Regions from separate parts of the Arachis hypogaea genome. Here region 1 is linked to region 2. The links are chromatin contacts, called in public Hi-C maps. All regions are on one chromosome and are shown on one strand. The core of a region is the stretch at or near the end of the contact, and the rest is flanking DNA. Distances in the headings are between cores, read along the strand shown. Region 1 holds the start of LOC112727559 (peptide chain release factor PrfB3, chloroplastic). Region 2 holds the start of LOC112727557 (DNA-(apurinic or apyrimidinic site) endonuclease, chloroplastic).

Evidence for each region. A called contact is a pair of places that touch in the nucleus more often than the background predicts.
Region 1: a contact with region 2 is called in a Hi-C map of leaf, with 3 times the contacts expected there. The contact joins the promoter of LOC112727559 here to the promoter of LOC112727557 in region 2. A contact is called at or near these places in 2 of 8 Hi-C or Micro-C datasets (both in leaf).

Annotation. Positions count from the first base shown.
Region 1 is chr12:77,580,604-77,584,574 of arahy.Tifrunner.gnm2.J5K5, reverse strand. LOC112727559 (peptide chain release factor PrfB3, chloroplastic) reads left to right here and starts at 2,703. Exons shown (of 6, transcript XM_025777358.3): 1 at 2,703-3,255; 2 at 3,598-3,815. The coding sequence starts at 3,648.
Region 2 is chr12:77,361,106-77,365,479 of arahy.Tifrunner.gnm2.J5K5, reverse strand. It overlaps LOC112727557 (DNA-(apurinic or apyrimidinic site) endonuclease, chloroplastic), which reads right to left and starts at 1,567. Exons shown (of 12, transcript XM_025777353.3): 1 at 1,397-1,567; 2 at 1,060-1,243; 3 at 550-650; 4 at 370-452; 5 at 1-200. The coding sequence starts at 1,446.

The DNA.
Region 1 (3,971 bases), core at 1,454-3,953, 220 kb before region 2:
TTAATTTATATTATCATCCATAGCTGACAGTCACAATCTAAGCACAATAACTCACACAAAAAAATGGTAGTACATCACTATCAATAATCAATCAATAAAAACACAAAACAACAGCAATGAACACTAGCACTAACAGTGAACCTCGAAGAACAAGCATGAAGAACAAGCACGAAGAGGGTTTGATTTCTGAACAGAGCATAAAGAAAAACGAAGAACAAGCACTAGCAATAAGCACTGGATTTCGATGGACGTAGAGAGTGGTTGAGCATGACAGATGACGGTGACCAGGACGGCAACCAGGCAATTGGTGAGAACGAATAGGGGTTGGACCGTTGGAGAGCGAACATGAGTTGGTGAGAGTGAACGCGATAGCACGAAGAGGGAAGCTTCTGAGTGCGACGGATGGCGACAGCGACAATGTCTCACTTTGAAAGATGGACGACGGTAGCGATTGGTGGAGGCTAGCGTTTTACTTGGTTGAGGTTGAGCCAGGGGTGGGAGGAGTTTGCTTTTTTATTCTGAAGGCGATTAGAGAAACGAGGGACATTAGCACAATGCGTGCAAGTACAAAATGACGTCGTTTCCAATAAACTGGCCAGGTTCTACCTTGATCCGATCGGTCGATTTTTGGCCGGTTCAACAATTTGTCTCCGCTTTTAGAATAGCGGTGTTTGCTATTAAATCAAACCATAAAATCTATCGGTTCGCAGTTGGATTAGTCCGACCGACTAATTCGGTCTAATTTTCAGAACCATGGCTTCGACCAACATATTTATTTGGCCCATAGAAAAAAATACACTTATACACAGACTCAATGTTAATTTGGATTAGTTTATTTGAGTAAAAAACTTATTTTTTATTAAAAATAAAATATTTTTATTAAATTTTAAATACGTTTAAATATATTTTTTTTAAAAATACTTTTATTGAAAAAATAAATTATATATTTTTTAAAAATCAATAATACTTTACTTTAAAAAAATGATTTTAATATTTAAAAACTCTTTTAAAAAATCAATCCAAATTAATATTTTATTTGGCCAGTGCATTTTTTACTAGTTCTAAATATGTTTAATTATTTTATTAGTTTCTATAGTTTTATCAAATTTATAATTATATTTTTATATTTTTTTTAATTGAATTTTTATACTGTTTTAATTTTGTAATTAGATTTTTTAATGTAAAAAATATTAAAATTAATAAAAAAATTAAAAAAATTATAATTAAAGATTTAATTAAATTTTTTATTATAAATATATTTAATTTTAAAAAAATATTTAATTAACTCTAATATTTTTTATAATAAAAAAATTTAATTACAAAATTAAAAATATTATAAAAATTTAATTAAAAATAAATATAAAAATTTAATTACAAATTTAGTGAAATAATGAAAACAAGAAACTAATTTAACCTTTCAAATATTATTGACTGTGGTTAAGACAGGCTATGGGCGGCACACTGCTCCCACCAAGGACCAAAGATCAATTTTCGCTTTTATCAAAATACGGACATTTTTTTTATTTATTATATTCGTATATCGAACATATCTTAGATATAATATTTGTTGATTTTTGTCTTTGTGTATAATAATGTCTTAATAAGAATAAAAATATTTTTTTCGAACATATTTGAATATATCTAAATATCATCACATATCTAACTTTATTTTTAATATTATCAGGGACGGACTTACTTACAAGTATGTGGGACAATTACCCCATTAGACTTTTATAAACAAATAATAAGTATACACATAAGTATCAAATGCCTCCTTAAAATAATGAGTTTTCCCCCATATTTAATTTTTTTAAAATATATGTGTGAAAAATTTAGGTTATTAATTAATAACACAATCATAAAAATTATTGAATTATATAAATTTAATCTTTTTATATTAGAAAAATAAATATACTTGATTAAATAGTAATAATAATTTAATTAATTAATTATCCAAAATCAAATTTAGTTTCTCAAATAAAAATGAGACTGTTAGTATTTAATAGTTTTTAATTAATTTGAGATAATATATATTATATATCATTTATTTATTTTTACTATTTATTTAATTTAATTTTGGTATTATGTATAATAATTATTTTCATCAAAAAAACTTTTACCATAAATATTATAGAGTGTCAATTGTGCAATTAAATGGCAAAAAATATTTGAATAATTACTTAATAGAAAAATAAATATTATTTATATTTATATGAAAAAAATATGATTGTTTGAGCTAAATTTTTATTTTTTCGTAATTATTTTTGTGTTTTTTCTTTAATTTTATATCTATATATATTTTTTTGTAGATTTTTTAATTATTGAGCTATAATTTTTTTGTATTATATAAAAAATAATTAATAAAATATGAGTTGATGGATATAGAGGATATTTGACGAAAAATATTTTTAAATTAATATATTTTTTGATGTGTTAATTAAATTATTTAAAATTTAACTAATATATTTTAAATTTTCAATATCTAAATATATTTATGTTAAATTTTTTTATTTTTATATATTATTTTTGCCCCCACTATTAAAATTTTTTGGATTTGTTACTGAGTATTATTGAAATGAGTTTATAAATAATATATATTATTAATTATTAAAATAAAAATTTATATTTTAATATTAATAAAATATTAAAATAATATTATAATTTATCTAATATATATATATGCGTGTGTCTATCTATGTTTTACAAGAATTTTAAATTGACGTGCTTCCGGCATGCGAATTTATGTGCTTGTGTGCTTGTGCCTAGATGTGTGAGACAAAAAAAGATAAAAAAAACATTATAGGTGGATAAGTTTATCCTTATATCCAACACCACCACCAGCTGTAGCTAGTTGCTAGCAGCAAAGAAGCACATCCAATTTGTGTCTTCTTGTTTGCCCATCCAACCTCTTGTTCTATCCTCTTCCTCTCATAACCGCACGACCCTTACCCTCCTTCCCTTTCTCTGGGGCTTGCGGTAGTGGTTGACGGAGGGAGGTATAGCGGCGGTGAATCCCACTAATTTCAAATCCGAATCTGCTTCAAACTGAAACCTCAGTTAACGGTTATGGCAACTGTGGCCTCTGAAGCCGCATTTCTTAGAACAGCTCACGACGTTGCATCCTCTTTCTATTCAAAACGGCAGCACCATTCTCTGGTGACGACGAATAAGAAGCCACATGCTGAGCTTCTGTTTTGTTCTTCCAGAATTAGAGCTTGTCACTCCATGCCTGACAACAAGGATGTCTACAAACAAGTAGGTCTGTTCTTTTCTTCTTTTGATGTTTACTGTGAGAATGCAGCGATTTTAGTTGTTGAAAATTCAATGTGCTTTCGCTCCATGTCTGGTATTGTTATGAGAGGTCATGCATTTCGTTTCTCCCATTCTAAATTCCATTAAGGCTTTGGGTTATATCAAATGCAAATAATCACTTGCTTCTTATAAGTGTTTGAACAGTTGAATGCTCTTCTATAAATCTGATGAGCTAGATTGAAGTCAATGTCAAACTATAAATCTTGGTAGCGTAATGGCTGTTATAACTAATAAATTACTTATTAAATTTTCAATTATTCATGACAGTTATTTCAATATGATCAGGTTTATTTTCTCTAAGAAGGAAAATTGAAGATGCTATTCTTCGTGCTGAGATGTTCACATCAACAGCCTTAGAAATCGAAGAAGCCAAGCGAACTAAGCACGAAGAAATTCTACGTGCTTTTGATATGTGGGATGATCCAGCTAAATCCAATGAAATTCTTGTCAAGCTGGCTAATAGCATCAAAGTGGTTGATTCTCTTAAGGATTTAAGATACATGGTAAGGTTATTTATTTATCTTTTACTCCATGATGGTGTGAGGATTGTTTTGGCCAGTAAAACAGTCTTGCGGATTCTGGTAAGCTGTACAAAAGCATGAGAGTGTGGCAGTAACATCAAACAAAAAATCATGCAGAGAAGTTTCATACATATGACA
Region 2 (4,374 bases), core at 318-2,817:
ATCTGATTTCACTGACAACTTCTTCTTGTTTGCCACCTTGACAGTTTTCTTTGCAGATCTGGATTGCTTTAATCTTCTATCATTGACATCATCAACAGGGTCTTCATCAAATACCTTCTTAGTTGTCACTTCCATAGATGTATTTTCTGAAGCAGCTAAGAGTCTTTTCTCATGTTCTTCTCGTGCTTGAGGATCTAGCTCTGCTCATGAAGAAACGTGTTAACCATTGGAATTATACAAGTTTTTCAAGAGAGACATCAAGCTTAATGAGCATAATAATTGATGACTTTGATAGAAAGAAACTCTTAATTTCCTTATGTTCCCAGATACAATAAAAGTTCACATTACTAAGAGAACAGTATACAGTACCGCAAGAGTCATTATTGTCCATGAAACTCTTCAAGGCAGACAAAAGATCATCTTTACGACCTTTAGCGGGGACCTTTATACTCCTGATAAATATAAAAACCATTCCTGAGATATAATCCAAACAATATTGTTTTAGAACTAAAAAGCAACTGCTGGCTGAAAAAGGACCTATAATCTTACCTCAATGTTTTCCGTAGTTCCTCAACAGTCAATGTGTCCATTTTGGCCGGGTCATTCCTTAACCTCTCAATCTCAATGGAATGGCTGTTAACATCACTTTCCTACATTACCAATATCGACTTAAACCAAATAACCAATAATAAAAAAGGGTTAATGTAAGAGAGAATACAAAAACACAAAGTAGTATTAAGATAATGATAAATATTTACATTCTCCCGGGATGCATTTAATGTGTGTTCTATAAACATTTACTATCACTCACTCTTGATATCTATAGGACAACTGCATTAACACAGGGTCTGGAAAAAGGCCGCACTCAAAGAGCGTAACATAGGCAGCCTAGGCTAATAACCATGGCTTGAACACCTTGAGATCAAATGGAAATAACTCAACTATTGTTCCAAGCTTATATATATATACTGGTAAATGTTTCAGGGCACAAGTTAAATGTGCTACAGGAGAATGCAAGTATCTCTACTAAGCACAGAACCCTATAAGAATCAATTAAACCTTTGCAATATACTTTTTGGAAACTGGACTTGCTTCCAACCCCTTAAGCTTCTTATCTTTCTTGTTCTCAACAACTGGTAAAACAGGTTCTGATGAATTCGAAAAACGTCTTTTAGACCTCATTGCTTTCACAGTAGGAGAAACCAATGTCTTCGTATTCAAATGCTTCTGAATCACTGCAAAACTACAATATTCAGTTCAGAAAACCTAGATAGCTTACGATTAGAGTAAAATGCTGGAAACTAGGGACATTCAAAATAATATATTTCCGATTGAAAAGTTAAATGCAAAGATATAGGATATGGAAAATGAAGCGACGCAGAAACAGAAAACAAACCTGTTGAGATTGGTAGAGGTTGTAGACAGGAATTGCAAGAATTGTTTCATATCAGGTCTTTGTATCGAACCGAGAAAGATAGAAGGGGAACCACCAAAAAAGCTGAGAAATGAGAACGCAAAGGCCTGAAGTACGAAAAGTCGAAAACAGTGGCAAAGCTATGTATGATTAACGAGAAGATAACCCTTTATTTTAATTTTTTTTTTTTATTAATTAGCCATTTTGGATTAAGGCTATGTTTTTTTTTTTTTTGGATTAAGGCTATGTTTGATAGAGAGGAAAGAAATAGAGAGAAAAGAAAGGAAAGAAAAGAAATTGAGTGAATTTTTATTTTGTTTAGATGTGTTTGAATGGAAGGAAAATAAGAAGGAAAGAAATGTTATAAAAAGATAATTTTATCCCTATATTATAAAATATATTGAAAATAGAGAGAAAAATATTAGTTTTCTCTTTATTTTCTTTCCAATATTGGAAGGAAAAAATTAGTGGGTCCCACCAATTTTTTTCCATTTATTTTCTTTTTTTTCTAATTTTTCTTTTCAACCAAACAAAGGAAAATAATCATTTTCCTTCCCATTTAAAATAAATGTGGTAAAATAAATTTTAAAAAAATAAATATAAAATAAATAAGTGTAAATAAAGAATTATAGGATTAATATTCACTAATATTATTATCTCAATATAATTGAGATAATTTATATATATATATATTCACTCTTTCATATGTTGATGAGCGTACATGTATACGACATACGGGAGACGAGTGGAGGTCTCACCCTCCTCCCCCAGCTTTTTTTTTTTTAAATTAATAGTAATAAGTTATTAAGTATGATTTAATTTTTTTAAAAATTTATTTAATATTTAATCTAGTATAAATAAAAGCCCAGTCCAACTTAAATATTAATGATTTTTAATATCTAAAATGTAAGTAATAATATTTAAAAAATCTAAAAAAGATATTATTACTAATTTTTTTAATCAAATAAAATTTTTCAAATCCTATAAAGTGGATTCTTTTTCTTTTTGTGACTGTCTTTCTTGATTCATTTGGTATTAATTCTCTCTGTTTCAACTGGTACAACTGAAAGATCTTTTTTAGTTATGAATATTGTGAAGAATGACTCAGAAATAAAATGAAAGATGAATTTCTTGCACTTGTCTTTTAATTATACTGAAAAGAAAATTGCTGAAAATTTTGACACATATTCTATTATCGATGAATTTTATGATACGAAGAATCGACCACTTCATTAGTAAAAAGTACACACATATTTTTTGCACTTTAAAAAATATATTCTCTATCAGTATATTTTTGTGATACATCTTACATTATATAATTTTTTGCATAATTTTTTAATATTATATATGTTATTGACCCCATAATAATATTTCTAGATTGGTCCTGCATGTATAGAGAGAAGTATTTTATGCTAGTATTGTGTATATTGTCTCAAACCATGTTATTCTATTTATATGCGTATAAAAGTCATTATTTTCAAACTTCATTAAATTCAATCTACCTTAATAATGATCCTTCCACTATTAAAAAATTGAACAGTTGATATTGTGAAAGAAATCATACATTATTAAATGGACATCTATATTACAATACTCTCCTTTGGATGTCAATTTAGAATTATGTCTCATTAAAATTTTACTAAAGAAAATCTAATAAAAAAAATTTTAGGGAAAAAAAATGAGTACAATATCTTTTGTAATGAAGATTACTTTGTTAAACACATTGTCAAGAAAAATTCAATAGGGACAAAAACTTGACCAAAAAAAAAAATATAGCCTCCCACTCTTATCACATTATTTAATATCTCAAAATCGATACACCCCAGTTTGATGTACCAATCTTTCAAAAAAAAATTTGAAAATAACTTTGTAAATAATAATAAAACCTAAAGAGTACGCAAGAAATAAGCAATATGCATTTCTTGATTGAATAAATTACAAAGGCAACGTTAAATATATAGGCTAAAATTGTAACCAAATTAATTCTATTGGGCTGAATTTATGGGTCGGTGTGAGACTTTTTTGTTGTTGTCATGAGTTAAGGTGAAAGAGTATTTTAAACGGGCCGCAAGATGGAGGATGAAAGATGTCTCGAACCAAACGACAATCAACCTCTAAATATTTTGTCCGTTTATGAAAAACTGGATTAGCAGCAATATGAAGGGTACTCTAATTATCACAATATAAAACTGGTGGACAGATAAGAGAGGTGCGTAAAAATTGTAACACATTTAGTATCCATTGAAGTTTACAAGTTGTGTTGCCAAGTGCACAATATTCTGCTTCAGCGGATGAGCGGGCAACGGTGGTTTGTTTCTTGGTCTTCCAAGAGATTAAAGAGCTACCCAAGAAGAAACAATAACCTGTTAAAGATTACCGAGTGTCAGGACATCCGACCCAATCAAAGTCACTAAAGTCGAGAAGCTGAATTTCTGATTCTCTTGGGAAAACAAAGTCCTTTGTCAGGGCTAGTTTTCAAATATCGTAACACACGCTTCGATGAGAGTCAGTAGGAGATACTATAAATTGACTTAATTGTTGAGTGGAATACATGATATCTGGTTGGGACGTGGTGAGATAGATACGACACCCAACTAAACGGAGATAAATAAAAAAGTTAAATAGCAGGAGATTATTATCTTAATATAGTCTTGTGGCACTATCCATTGGAATAAAGGCAGGTTTAGCACCTAATAAATTAGAATCTTCCAAAAGATCAAGACAGTATTTTTTTCTGAAATAAGCAAAATTTCTTTGCTGACCTCAATACCTAAAAAAGATTTTAACGGGCCAAGTCTTTAATTCGAAAGTGTTGGTGCAAAATAGACTTAATGCCAGTAAGTTCAGAAATGGAATTATCAGTGAGAACAATGTCGTTAACATAGACTAGAAGGATAGAAATTTGAGTACCAGTGAATTTAACAAATAGACTATAATCAGATAAGGCCTGCTGATATTCA